2 separate regions of the Mus musculus genome follow, and region 2 is linked to region 1. A link is a contact called in public Hi-C data. All regions are on one chromosome and are shown on one strand. The core of a region is the stretch at or near the end of the contact, and the rest is flanking DNA. Distances in the headings are between cores, read along the strand shown.

Region 1 (7,174 bases), core at 1,361-3,860:
CTAAAGCATTGTAAGGTACATACTGCGGAAAAGACAAAATTAGTAATTTTTAGAAAAGTCTCCCAATCAGAATTTAAAAAGAGCACTTAACCTCAGCTGATAAGGACACACAGTTCATGTATATACCAATGAGGGGCGCTGTGCTATGGAGAACAATTTACTTAATCTGATTCTGACAAGTATAGCTGGATCCTGGGTCGGATTTCATGTTACCAAGCACTGTATAGATCCACTATAGACACCCACAGATGTCTTGGGCCTCCTCTTCTAAAAGGCTTTGGCACACATGTGAGTCAGACCAAACCAATCAACTAAACAGACCTGGGCATCAGAAAGAAAAGTGCATTTGAGAGATCCTCTCACACAAATCTAAGTGATGCTCTCCTGAGACAGTACAGAGTCATGAGATCCCATGAGGAAAGTGCACATCTCAGGGCTTCCCAAATAGTCTTTTCCCCTAATAGACTCAACCACATCTGTCACAGGCCAGCAGACACAAATTTGCACAACTTGAATACTTACGTTTGCAACAATTCTATACAATTAGTTAAATTAGTTAAGTGAATTTATAAGCTATTTGTGTTTGTGCGGGATGAAACCTGTGGTCTTATTCGTGACAAGCAAGATTTCAGCAGCCAAGCTACAGTTCCATCCCAGTGGAAAGTCTACTACTGAGTACTGTTCTTTAAGAAGTCTCTGAAGATGTTGAATATTTACTATTTACTGTACTCTGTTAGGACAACTAATTTGTGAATAGTCAAAGAATGGGTGGGGGGTGGGGTGGCATTCTTACCGGTCAGAATCCTTAGAGTCTGTCCTAAGATCTGTGCCTGTGATCGAGCCTCTCATCCAGAGTAACGTCTTCAGTTCGGGAGATAGCAATGATCTCTTGCCTTCCTCAGCTTCACCGGCTCCTGGGGTCATTGTGATGGCCATTCAGTGAATCCAAGCAGGCAAGACACACTGCAGAAGACAGAGCATGTTACTGAAGATTGTAAGGTACTCCAAAAGGTAAGAATATTAAGGGCCCAGAGGGACTACAATATAGGGCCCAGAGGGGCAAGCATGGACAGTGTCCAGAGGCAGGGCTTTGTAGAATTCTGCCAAGCCAGGCATGGTGGTGCACGCCTTTAATCTCAGCACTCGGGAGGCAGAGGCAGGCAGATTTCTGAGTTTGAGGCCAGCCTGGTCTACAAAGTGAGTTCCAGGATAGCCAGGGCTATAGATGATTGACAGGCCCTTTGAGATTAACTCTTAAGGGTGGTTAGGGGGTCAGTGGCATGGCCTTGTTCTTTCCTAGAAATCTTATCATATATGTTCACCCATGATGAAGGATACCACTCAGGTCCTTTGGTCAGTAATCAGAGTCCTGTAGTTCCCAGTTCCAATTTCATAAGCTGCTGTCTTAAAGGAACATGTTCTTCTTCAATGCTTTTCTAGCCTTCTCATACCTCAGGGTGCTATATAGAACTGTATCAACACTTGTGAACGTATCCATGCAGTAGTCCTTCCTAGATTGTGGAATAGCCTGGATCCAGACTATTCTCCCTCCTCACTATGCTGTAAAAAGCAAAGGCTCAGTTGACTTTAAGAGTTTCTGGTTCTTGAGCATTTTGCAAGGACTGAGTTCTGTATAATAGTGGCAATGAAGAAGTAACTTTGAAAGTAATTAGTTAAAAGGATTCACTAATTGGAACTACTGCAACAGAGAAAAGACAGAGCCCTATCTGAACTTGGTTCCACTGAAGTAAAATGCAGGAGAGATTTAAGGACTGAAGTTAGACAATGTGTAAAGCATGCTATATGAATCTTGTGTTTACAATTGTTTTCTGTGATTTGACCATTCTTATTTGTTATTTGACACTCAGTACCATAACACTTCTGTCCCTCCACAGACACTGGGAGACAGTACCCTCCCCAGTTTCCTCAATGAACACACTCAGGAGACCTGTGTCTATGTGGAAGATGTGTAGGGTGATAAAATTGGCAAGAAAATGTTCCAAAGTTTTACACCTTGGGCATATAAATATTATATGTATAAAATTTAATGTATAAATATTAATTTCTACAGTTAAAAAGTCTGTCAAAAGAGAAATCAGAACCTAGAGTCAGGGAAGTATCTAAAGTTACTCAAAATGGGGTGACATAAAATCCATCTTGATCAGTATCTATTTTTGCTCTAATGATTACCATTATTGTCAGCTTCCCAATCTGATGGTTTACTGCCTGGCCAGTAGATGCAAACAAATATATTTTTTAAAAATTCTTTCTGCTATCAAACGCTACAACAGTAGCGCGTGTGTGTGTGTGTGTGTGTGTCTGGGAATCACGGTTGGCCTCAAAGAAGCCCCTAGACTCCGCTCTAAAGATCTATAAGGTAGGACACAAAATTCACTTCATACATGAAGAGATGTGTGACGTAAGACGACAAAAATCACACACAGCTGGAGTGTTAACCACGCTGCAAACAAACATCTTCACTTTGTTCTTCCCACATATTCAGCAAGAACACCCTCAGCATTGACCCTCACGTGGACGTCTCTGGATGCCTCCATCTGGGTTGCTCATGCTGGCAGTCACTGAAAGCTTTGGCCACACACCACAGCCAGAGAACTTACTGTGCTTGGCTGTGAGCCTATGGTGAAACTTATTTATAGAGAGTTTGCAGAGAAGCTCTTCCCCTAGGAGCTATCACATAATTGGGAATAAAAATATACACATTGAACACAAAGTGACTCGAGTGCTTTTTAACTAACCATATGGATGCTTTAAATCGGGAGAAAATGTAAACATCTCTTCTCTGACTGCTCATACGGCTTCGGCTTCCTGCTTCCCTCTTCTAGTTAAGAAAGTATACAGTCTAGTCAGAATGCTGAACAAGGCCTTCTTTCTTCTCCCCGTATGATCCCAGGTCAGTGGGGTACTTTGAGAAGCCGTATTCTCTTCCTGGCATCTTTTCTTGCTATGATACTACCAAACATCAGAAGAGTGCCCTATGCCTAATCCTCATGATTCTTTGTTTCCGTTTTTGTCTTCCTTTGATCTACTACAAACCACACTCTGAGATAAAGTCAACAAAATCCTGTAGTCTATCGCTGGCATCATGATGCTGACTAACAAATGAAGTATTTCACCATTCTATGAATCAAGGGAAGCATTTTCTAATATTTTAAGTCTTGTTTAAGGCTACCCATATGCTTTGTTTAGCAGCATTCTGTATTCCTTGGGACTAAGACAACTGGACTTTACAGTAATCTCCTTCTCCAGAGATCTGAGCATTTATTGCTCAACTGTGTTCCTAGGCTAGTGCATTGGGACCAAGGGCTGTTTTCAATGAGTCAGAAAACTCTGCTTCACCTGAGCTTCAGTTCAGGGAAGAACAACTTAACAGCTCTTTAAACCTCAGTCTGAAACACAGCAGTGCTTGGGTCATTCTTGTGCTTATGATGTTGCTTCCCTGGGAATACCTCTCATAAACCTACTATTATTTGAAAAGTGACACTGAAGAAATAATAGAATCTTTGTGAATCTTTAGCTGGGTTGGTAGCAATGATAGTGACTCAGAGCCTTAAGTGTCTCCATGAGCATTTATTAAAGCTGTTCTTCTAACACTCTGGGAAGGCACAGAATGGATTCCCATCATAGTCTATACTAGAGCTGGAATTCTAGGCTCTGAGTGTTAAGTGAGAGCTGGAAGCCAAACCTGTGAGAATAGTCCTAAGTAGTGATGTCCCTCTCCAATGTTAATGTGACAATCCATTTTACATGGACCCCACAGTCTGCAATTTGGTCCATTCTCATTTAGGAAGGTGAGTACTGCCTTGGGGTTAGAGGATAATAGCCAGCTACATTTACTCTACCACTACATCTACAGGTACATTACAAATGCTAATAGTTATCTCAATGTAGGTTTCACTCAGCAAACAAGTGTCAACTAATCCCAAGGAAGGGTGCCTGTACTAACTACTGCCTAGGGACTTCCAGTAAAGAGCTTGTCACTTCAGTAATGGTCCCTTTGGTAAGTTTCAAAAACTGTCTCAATGCTCCAAAGTGCTTATTGAAGGCCTTGGGCACTATTAAAAAATAAAACAAATGTTCACGGTGGTGAATCTTTCATCTTCACTATCCTACAAGGTATAGCCCAAGACCTTCATAGTTAACTTCATGTGCCTAACAGTTGGTTAAGTAAAAAATAACTGCAACATTCACAAAAAAGCAGAGAAAACTATGAAAACCACCGTTGAACCTACAACTTAAAGGATGATTTGGTGTAAATAACTACAACTGTTCAGACTTTATTTTATTTAAATAGCAGGCTGGAAATGTTTGTCTAATACCATAACGACCAAACAAAACAGCATTGCTGTTTTCCTGAGTTGTCAGGGATGGGCATCTGGAGGGAACATGCTGTATGTGTGTCTGCACACACTATACCATCGTGTTCACAGGAGTTTGCACAAAAAGCCATGCATGGAAAGTGATGTGCCTAGAACTATGTCATGACTATGTCAGCAGAGACAGCTGGGCCTCCTTGTGAAGAGTGACAGAGATCAGTGATGACACACAGGCTTTGCCATTTTTACCTCTTGGTTGTCTCCATGCAGGGGTGAATATTTAGGTAGTCACTGATTGGAGGCCATGAGCACAACATCAGAACTCTGTAAGAACAGTCAGAACATTTTCCAAGCCATGTTCCAGGGCCCGTGCTGTCCTGAGAGGCATATTTACTTGTTTGCTAATGTTTGCTTTTTGACCTTAATGCTAAACATATGTGGACATGTGTGGCCTCCTAGTCTGGTGCCTCTGAGTATGTGCATACTGTCAAACTGCATGTTAGTGTTAACATGTGTTATAGGCAGCAATAGAGAGTAGACATTGAGAATTAAGAGGCATAGTTGTCTTAGTTAGGGTTTTATTACCATGAAGAGACACCATGACCAAGGCAACTTATATAAAGGACAACATTTAATTGGGTCAGGCTTACCGTTTCAGAGGTTCAGTCCACTATTACCATAATGGGAAGCATGGCAGCATCCAGGCAGATCTGGTGCTAGAGAAGGAGCTGAGAGTTTTGCATCTTGATCTGAAGGCATTCAGAAGGAATGCCACACTGGGGGTGGCATACTGGGACTTACACACTGGCTGGAGCTTGAGTATAGGAAACTGCAAAGCCTATTCCCACAGTGACACACTTCCTCCAAGGTCACACCTCCTAATCGTGCCAATTCCCATGAGCCAAGCATATTCAAACCACCACAATAGTGTTATCATGCAAAACTTAGAATGTTTATTCTTACCTTTTAAATTGTGCTTTCTTTTATGTGCTCAGCTCCAACTTTTATTTCCCTGTGTCCCAAGGATATCTAGCCATTTGTTCAGAGGAAGGTAATAAACACTACATTATGTATTTTAACTGTATTTTTCTTTCCTTTACAAAATGAATATGAGATGCTTTGCCACAAGATTAAAAACCAAAATTGCCAAATTTTACTCCTCAGATGGAATGGAGATTGAAATGGATTTCAGAAGATGGCAATGTGTAAGATTTAGGTAGAGTCATTACCTTCCTCAGGACCAAACACTTACTGGAAAAACAACAACAACAACAAAAACAACCTCCATATTCCTGAGACAGAAAAATATCATCTCCTAGAAAAGAAAAATGAAAGAAATGGAATTTGTAGATTTCTCAAAAATTTTAAACTTAGTCTGAACTGTAGATAGTTGGAGGTGCTGAAAGTGTCATTATTATTGCATTTTTGAACTTACCACCAATTCCCATTGGCTGTTTTTATTCTGTTATTTTCTTTTTAAAATTGCACTTTATTAAATACATGTGTAATTACATGTATATATTATATATAATATAATTTGTACTTATAAGAAAAATACATGAAATTGAGAGGGTCATGGGAGAAGTGTGGGTGGGGAGGGAGAGAGTCTGAAAGTCCATCATACCTCTGGGCAGTAGAAAACTCTTTAATAAGGGAAAGTATATGCTAAGAGACACTGCAGCTCCATCCTCTGTGTCCTGACTCAATGCACCTCACCCTATGTCTCAGTTACCAGTGTATTTCTCTGTTCCTCTCCTTTGTCTAGGAGCTAAATTCTCACTGTAAATTTTTTGGGCAGTGCATTTTTTCTTTATGTCCAGCCTCCCCCCCCCCCCATCATACTGTACCATGTCTCTAACAATTGGTAAAATGGAAGTTTAATTGAAATATGTGTTAATTTAACTCCTTTCATCTTATGCACTGATTTCAAGGTTTATGGGAAAATAAAAGACTATATTCTATTCTCCATGTATGCTGGCTATGAAAGTTTTTTCAGTAGAAGCTCTCTAATCTATGTAGTATGGCTATAATGTATAGCTACATACATTTATAAATTAATCAAGGAAGAAATGACTTATAGACAATGAATGACCGAGTAAATTACCATCATAAAGAGATCACTGATTCTATGGAAAATTCTGTGGTGCAATGATCTGATAGATTTTAAACCTTATTTCTGTTATGTGGGTTACACTAACATATGAACCACTTCAGTCAAAATTTTTCCAAAAAGAAAAACAATAAATGAGATTGATGGAAGTCAATTTACTGGTTATTTCAACAAATTATTTAGTATAGCATTATATTCAAACAAATCAGAAAATTTCAACTCTATCATGAAGTGAAAACCCATATAATTAAGAAGAATTGGATGGATATATCTACTATATACTACTTATAAATATACCTTAGCTATATACAGAATTTAGTGACAGAATCTAGATAAGTGATGACAGATAATAGAGAGATAAATAGATAATACATAGGTAGGTAGATGAGAGATGGGTGAATTATAAATGGTATATAGATGATAGATTATAGATAGATAGATAGATAGATAGATAGATAGATAGATAGATGAATAGATAGATAGATGACAGGCAGACAGATAGGATATTCTTAGCTTTCTGAAACATTAAGTCTATAGGAGAATATAAAAGGAGAGTAATACTTCTTTGTTTTCTGTTGTCAATATTTATATAAGTAAAATAAAATTATCATATGTGCATTAAAATTCTCCATATAATGTATGAAACCTAGGAAAGGTCTTTGATCTAATATAATGTTTCCATGTTCTCTTTAAAAGAATTTTTAGGAGCATCCACAAAGTTGCAGGTTCC
Region 2 (7,174 bases), core at 3,287-5,786, 730 kb after region 1:
CAGCCTGCTGGCAAGGGTTGAGGAGAGGTGTGTCTGTTGCCAAGGTCCTCTTTACCACAAGTGTCACCACACCACCTTACATATGCTCTGAAACAAAACCCAGTATGCCAGTACTTTAGAGGACAGCAAAGGCTTCCTTTCATATCTTTATTTTTGCTTGCTTTTTGTCTTATATGCAAGGGCAGAGAGTGGATTTAAGGTATAGGTGGATTGAATAACTTCTAGAGGATCTTTGTATTTTCTGGCCATCAAGATGGGAATGTCTGTTTCTTCAAATTCTGTCATTCTGGAGGCTCCTAAAGAAGCCGGAGAGTGTCACACTGTGTGGGGGAACCGGCTTCCTTCACTGACTTCTGTGGCAAAGTGACACATCTCCATGAAAAGCAGGGGTCCTGATTGTCACTCGCCTTTCAGTAGCTGAGAGTAAAGAGAAAACAGGAACTGTGGAGAAGCACTGGACTTGGGAAAACATAGATTTTCCAGGATAAAAGTCCAAGCCTGGTATTACTCAGCCCCCAAATTCACAGAGTCCTGTAGAGGTAATCGCTAGCAGAAAGGAAGCTTAAAAGTAAGCGATTTGGGCCAAAGTAAGCTAGGACCATTACAGAGCGAGACAGGCCCACTCCTTACCAAATGCCATTGTGGCCTGGGGCTTTGTAGTGCAGTGTTGCTGTCCCAGCATGGCATTTAGATTATTACTTGAAACAAGAATACACATGTCTGATTCTGTTTGCTATGTCAAGCCTTTGATATATTTTTCAAATGATTTGGTTTTAAAATAAAGTTTCCTTGTCTCCTACTTAGACACCCACCTTGATACCTAATCTTCACATGCACACACATAATCATATGCATATGTGTTTACACACAGTGACATGTCTGTACACACATGCACATGTACATATGTATATGTATATATATATATATATATATATATATATATATATAGAGAGAGAGAGAGAGAGAGAGAGAGAGAGAGAGAGAGAGATGAGAGAGAGAGAGAGAGAGAGAGAGATATTACAAAGACTTCTTCCTGGTGACTATTTCATCTTGGATTATCACAGCCCTTGTTAGCAACGCTGTCTGCCCGGAGTGACTGATTCAGAAAGCTTAAGTATCCTTTCTCATCTGAACTTTAAGATTTTCAGTTTGCCTCAACTTCCTTGAATACAAGGTTTGTTACAGCATTACTCTCTGGAAAACTTCTCTCTAATTAGTACTTATGTTGACATGGAATTTCAAGGCAGTCTGCCTACTACTTCCTAATCCACTTCAGTTCCTGGAGCAGACAGGCATTCATAAATGAAACAGCGTGTAGGCAGCAACATCCCGAGGTCTGAGTGGAGGCTGCATTTCTCAAAAGCTTCCCCAAATACAAGCTTGACTGAGAAGAGGAAGCCCGACGCCCCCAGGAGAGGCATAAAGGAGACAGTTGCAGCCATAAAGAGGCCAGGAGAAGTACTCAGGACAGGAAGGGGGAGGGGGAAGAGTACAAGCAAGTCATGGCTGTTTTGAAAAACTGTGGCAGTTTGAAAAACTGTGGAAATACTCAGAAAAAAAGAAGGCGCACAAACATTTAGAACAGGAAATTGTATGCTCAGCATAGACCTAAATCTGTGGTAGGCTTGGGTGTTTCTAGGAAGAAAAGTCACCAAGGACAAACAAAGGTACCTCCCCGCGCCCCGCCCCCATCAAGGTTCCTTTTGTTAGATTTGTCTTAGTACCAATTATGCCTTGTGATGCTAAAAGGTACACGTTCACACAGCTCCTAACTACTCGGCTCCTTCCTGCCCCTGAGATACTGTGGTGTGGCATCTGCACTCATTGAAAGTAGAAGCAAAAAGAAAACCATTCGTGGGAGTCAGTCCTTTTCTCCCAATGCACACACTCCCAGGTCAGTGACTCCTGACTGAGCAGTCGCTCGAGCACAATATGTGATTAACTGTGAAGACAGTGTTGGTCTCTGCCCAGGGCACTCCACCATGGCCATGGGGACACACTGGACTTCCTTACCCACATGGGTCCAGGAAGTTCAAGAAACAGCTTCTAGGCCAGACCCTGCTCAGGCTGACACACAATCCTAGCTCCATCCCTAGTACCGTCCTCCTTGATTTACTCAGTAAATGTCCCATGACTCTCTGGGCCTGTCCATGAACAGTCCTCTAGCTCCTGAGACAGCCTCATACCTGAACAGACATGGGACTGTTGTCTTCATGTCCCATCTAGACATGAAGCTGTTTCCCTGAGTGATTCCCCGGACTCCTAGCTTTGAATCGCCTCTCAGACCTACTAAGATTTACCCCAAAAAGAGGCAAGAAGGCCAGACACTGGGCTGTGAGCAACCACCTCTCTGGCCCTGCCTTTGCATGCATGTGGCCTTTCTTAGCTTTGTATACATCCATCTTCTCCCCAAGACATTGGTTCTCCTCTCCTCAGGGACCATAAGGTAGAGTGGCTTCAAGGAAATACTGCTTTCACAGGGTTGGAAGTACTAGAATTTAACGTTCTCACAACACCTCGTCATGCATTTCCATTTCTATAATCTCTTCTGTGGATTCTCGATGAGCAACAGGGGCCAACAACATGGCTTAGCAGTAGGAGCGACAATGCCATAGCAGAGGACCTGAATTTGATTCCTCTCACATCAGGTGGCTTACAATCACTTGTAACTCCAGCTCCAAGGAAACTGGTGTCCTCTCTGGCTTCCCTGGACTCACATATGTTGCATATATTCACACAGGCTTACTCATAAACAAAGTAATGGGTTTGTTTGGTTTTTTTTTTTTTTTACAAGAGAAACAAGACATGCGGTGGCACATTTTAATCCCAGAGCTTGGGAGGCAAAGCAAGCATATTGTTGTGAGTCTAAAGGAAAAATCTTAAGAATTTGTGTTGAAGGCCTCAATCTATGAGAGATAACTCATGTGGTCTGCTCAGCCTGCCCTGTGCGTTGGCAGTCCAGTGGTCAACCGTGTTAGCTGCAATTGCTGTGCCATGAAGAGGAGTCCATCTTAGCCGAACAGAGCGTCAGAAGAGCGGAGCTGACACTTAGGTGACCACCATGTTCATATCCAGTCGTTTAAGGTGCTGACTCCCATGACCACCAACAGAAAGAGTGCTGCCAAATCCCTGCCATCTTCGATCCCGCTTTCCACAAAGTACACTGTCATCCTGATACCAAGGAAAGACTTGCAAGCTCTGCCTTACCAGGAGAGGAATGAAGGAACCAGACACAGAAGGACTCTGAACCTATAGTATATACACTGTAGACATTGTAGGTTGTATGTTATGAGATTTGGGCTATTTATAGAAAATGTCACACCAGAAATTAGTGAGTGTGTGTGTGTGTGTGTGTGTTCACAAGACACACAATTAGGAATAAAGAGCTACTCAGCCCACTAGACTATTCATGGAGACAGGAAGGGGTAATGAGAAGGAATTGGTGAAGTAAAGAATCTAGTGAAATGGTGACCTGAGTGCAGGGAGTGATGGGAATGGGGATAGACTAGTTAGTGAACTTGCCAAACAGGGCTCAGTTGGGAAGCGCAAGGGAATCAAGCTGTTGGGACAGCCAGTTCTTGATGGATTGATTAACTTCCAAATACCCATAAGGAGCCTCTTGTCTTTAGAGAAGAATCCAACATCTGGTTATTTAAAACTTGACCAGACTCCTCCTCATTTAAATCAACAGCTTGTAAAAGGCCAGAACAATCTTAATAATAATGGGTGGGTCGAATTCTCAGCCCACTTCCTACAAATAACAATTACACAAAAGGAAAGTTGGTAAGTCCTTGCAAGATTATCAAAACCAGTAACCATCAGGGAGGACCTTGAAATTGTATGTTGTTTCAATGGAAATCACCATTGAAACTGTTAAGAAGGACATCACGTGAAGCTGGGATCCATCTCTCAGGACAAGGGTGCATGTTGTTCCTCCAGAGGACAGGAGTTCAGTTCCCAGCAGCCAAGTCAGTCAGCTCACCATCCCAAGGTGCTGGTAACACAACAAAGTCCTCTTAACTGCTCAGCCGTCTTTCCAGCCCTGAGAGAGGTGACCGGCTGTTCAACCTGTGCAGTCTGTGCCTGTCCCTGTGCTGTGTGCTGCACTGTGTGTTATTACTGTCATCTTCAATCTGAGCGACTGGGGTCCCTCCCACCAGGTCTGCACGAAACTGGGTCTACTGACGTTCCCACGGACTGAGGAGAAAAGGCTCACAGAGATATGTAAGGATATCATGAGGATATGTGAGCAGCATCTGCTGGGAGGGGGTGGCTCAGTGAGTCGCGATGTAGCATCCGTAAGTGCTCTGTTGTCCTGCGAGTAACCTCAATAAGCTCAATGGTCCTCTACTCTGCAGTTGGGTGGAATCCATTTGGTCTGTCTCTGCCCTCTCTATTTAAAGTTAATGGAAACAGGCTCCCCGTGGAAAACCACGCTGAAACCTCTCAAACCCTTCTTTGATTGTGTTTTCTGGATGTCACCGAGATAGAAAATGCTTTTCAAAGCGTTCTTTTCCATATAGAACTTGACATTTTGAAGAGTCGCAGCTCCCCCTAGTGGCGGACCGCCGCGGTCCACGCTCAATTTACTTCTCAGAGAACAATAAAGTTTAAGCAAAGCTTCTGAGACATGGTTTCTTTTTTTTTTCCCCCTATAACTACTATAAAAGCTAATTCCTGTTTCTGAGATGGAGTATGGCTTCCAGGAGATGACCTGCAACTCACTGAAGAATGATTGTGGTCTAACCGAACACCGTATCTGGGCAGCAGGGAAAGACGTATTAAAATACAAAAAGTTTAGCAGGTTGTGAGACACAAGTCTGAGTTGGAATCTGCATTCTAGTCTCGTTCTGTTGATGCCTGGAGATGAGATGTGTGGCCAGAAATTGGATGCGACAACACTTCCCTTTCTTCATCTATGATACGGGGTTGGCAGCATTAATGAGCCACAGGGACCTGCGATTGAGGGTCTGTAGTGGAGACACAGGCCCTACAACCTAAAGACGGGCAATGGCTCAACAATTCCAAAGACCTGAGGTGGCCACTCTGACACATTGCCTACGGCCCATGTTTACTCTCTGACCCCCCACAGTGTGCTATCTAAGCACTCCAGGAAAAGAAAAAAGGATTGTTTAACCCTCACAGCAGTGATCCCATGAGATAAACATTACCATCAAACTCACATGCAAGAGAAGGCAGCTTGAAACTCACCCAATTTCACACCACCAATAATTGGTAAAAGCTGCAAGTCCGTGCTCCCATCTGTCTGCCATACTTCCAGAACACCACTTTCAGGGTGGGGGTTGAGGGGGTGTCCTGAGAAGACAGCCAAGAGTATGTGGGATCTTCAGTCTGACTATTAATCCCAGTCTTTTTTATACAATTTTTAAAAGATAATCAGCATAACCAACAACAGCCACAGAATTTTGAGTTAAAGAGAAGATATGAAATAATTACTCTAGATCCAAACCTTGGACTTTAAAGAACTTCTGAAAGCTCAGGAAATGTGCCCAAAACATTGCATGAAAATACATATATGTGAGTGAGTGAGTGTGTGTGTGTGTGTGTGTGTGTGTGTGTGTGTGTGTGTGTGTGTAGCCTCTTTGTGTATACAAACATTGTGTAGATTATTAAGTGAAATGAAAATGAATCCCCAGAGCATGCACAGTTAGACCAGGACAGTGAGAAGAGAATATCACAATTTTTATTCTCTATTTCTGCTTAGTTCCAAGATCCATCTTCCACATTTTCCACAATTCTAAAGGTACTTTTGACAAAGGGATTTATCTCTATAAGACCCTCTAGTTCTGATTTTCTATTATTTTGAACATGAGAGAGATGGGAGAGGGGCGTTGAATTTTAAAAGTCGAATAGGGAAGAGGGCTTACCTTCTAAGTCGTTTCCAAATTGGCTCCTCAGAATCCTCTGGAGAAATCAAGATAAAAATCCCTCTGCAGTCTGGGAGAGGACATCAATCCCAGGTCTGACAGGCTCTCCTTCATTCTGTGATGGTTCCTTCTAAATGTCAACTTGACACAATCTAGAATCACAGGAAAACAAGTCTCAGGGAAGGGTTATCTGGATCATGGCAGCCTGGGATCATGGTGGTCTGTGGGGGACTGTCTTGAATGCCTTAAATCCATATGGGAAGACCCTGCCTGGACGTGGGTGACACCATTCCACAGCTAGGAGCCCTGATCTGGATAGGAACAAAGGAAGCTCGCTGAGCACCACACCCAGGCTTTTATGTCTCCATTTCTGACTCTGTGCATGACATGACCAACTCCCTGTAGTTCCAATCACCTTGACCCCTCACTCCCCAGTGAACCGTAAGCTAAATCAAACCCTTTCTCTCCTAGGTTGTTTTTTGTTGGGGAATTTTCTTACGGCAAAATAATTGAAACTGGGAGAGCCCCAGTGTTCCTTTCCCTCTGACTGACATGGAACACGCCCTGTTGACAACCAAGTGCAGACCAGAACTGTCATCCGCTGTTGATATTAACACACCAACTGATGCTGATAAATTTTAACTTTAGATTTAATGTCTTTATTTTCTTTAAGAAAAATCTTTCTTGACTAAAGAACAAATTCACTAATTAAGAAGATGCAGGGGTTAGACATATAACCTAGTTAAGAAGATGTAGGGGTTAGACATAAAGCCTAGTTAAGAAGATGCAGGGGCTAGACACATAACCTAGTTAAGAAGATGTAGGGACTAGACATATAGCCTTTTTGAGGGGGCAGTTGCCTAACATACAGAAGGCCAAGAACAAACAAAAGGTTTGTTTCCCAAGCATTGAAACAGAGGTGTGGGCTGTCAGCTACAAATGGCCTTGAACAGAGAGAACTTGTTCCAAACCATACTCATTGTAAACAGCTTGTTCATATCTCTTGGCTATACACTAAGAACCGAGATTCATCCCTTGATAGTCGTAAGTCTGAAAACTACAAAATAAGATTCAAAAAAGAAAAAGAATGCATGACTGGGAATTTTCAGTTAATGTTTGGGGAAAGCTTTGTTTTAGAGACTGGACTGTCCACAAGCTCTCAGTACCCTGAAGTGTACTGAATAAGAAAGGGTCCCCTGGCCACACAGTGAACACGTTCATGAATCCAAACCTTGGGGTGACACATTCCAAAAGACTTCCTTAGAATTCTAAAACCTTAATGAGTC

What was found. Hi-C and Micro-C count contacts between places; a contact is called where the count stands out from the background.
Region 2: a Hi-C map of cortical neurons shows a contact between it and region 1, with 4 times the contacts expected there. The contact joins two enhancer-like sites. A contact is called at or near these places in 5 of 484 Hi-C or Micro-C datasets (the C10 cell line, the HL-1 cell line, the HPC-7 cell line and 2 more) and 1 of 9 other capture datasets (embryonic stem cells).

What each region holds. Positions count from the first base shown.
Region 1 is chr3:39,716,536-39,723,709 of GRCm38.p6, forward strand. It overlaps Gm46834 (a long non-coding RNA gene), which reads left to right. Exons shown (of 3, transcript XR_001784057.2): 2 at 903-1,011. Among named protein-coding and RNA genes, the nearest start is that of Gm46834, 7.0 kb to the left of the region's middle. Within about 2 kb of position 2,611, at least 14 of the 459 cell types and tissues checked have an H3K27ac peak or open chromatin away from gene starts, as enhancers often do. A contact at or near this core is called in cortical neurons, where this site is marked.
Region 2 is chr3:40,439,890-40,447,063 of GRCm38.p6, forward strand. Gm30184 (a long non-coding RNA gene) reads right to left here. Exons shown (of 4, transcript XR_389710.2): 2 at 5,889-6,040; 3 at 5,212-5,316. Among named protein-coding and RNA genes, the nearest start is that of Gm30184, 10 kb to the right of the region's middle. Within about 2 kb of position 4,537, at least 19 of the 459 cell types and tissues checked have an H3K27ac peak or open chromatin away from gene starts, as enhancers often do. A contact at or near this core is called in cortical neurons, where this site is marked.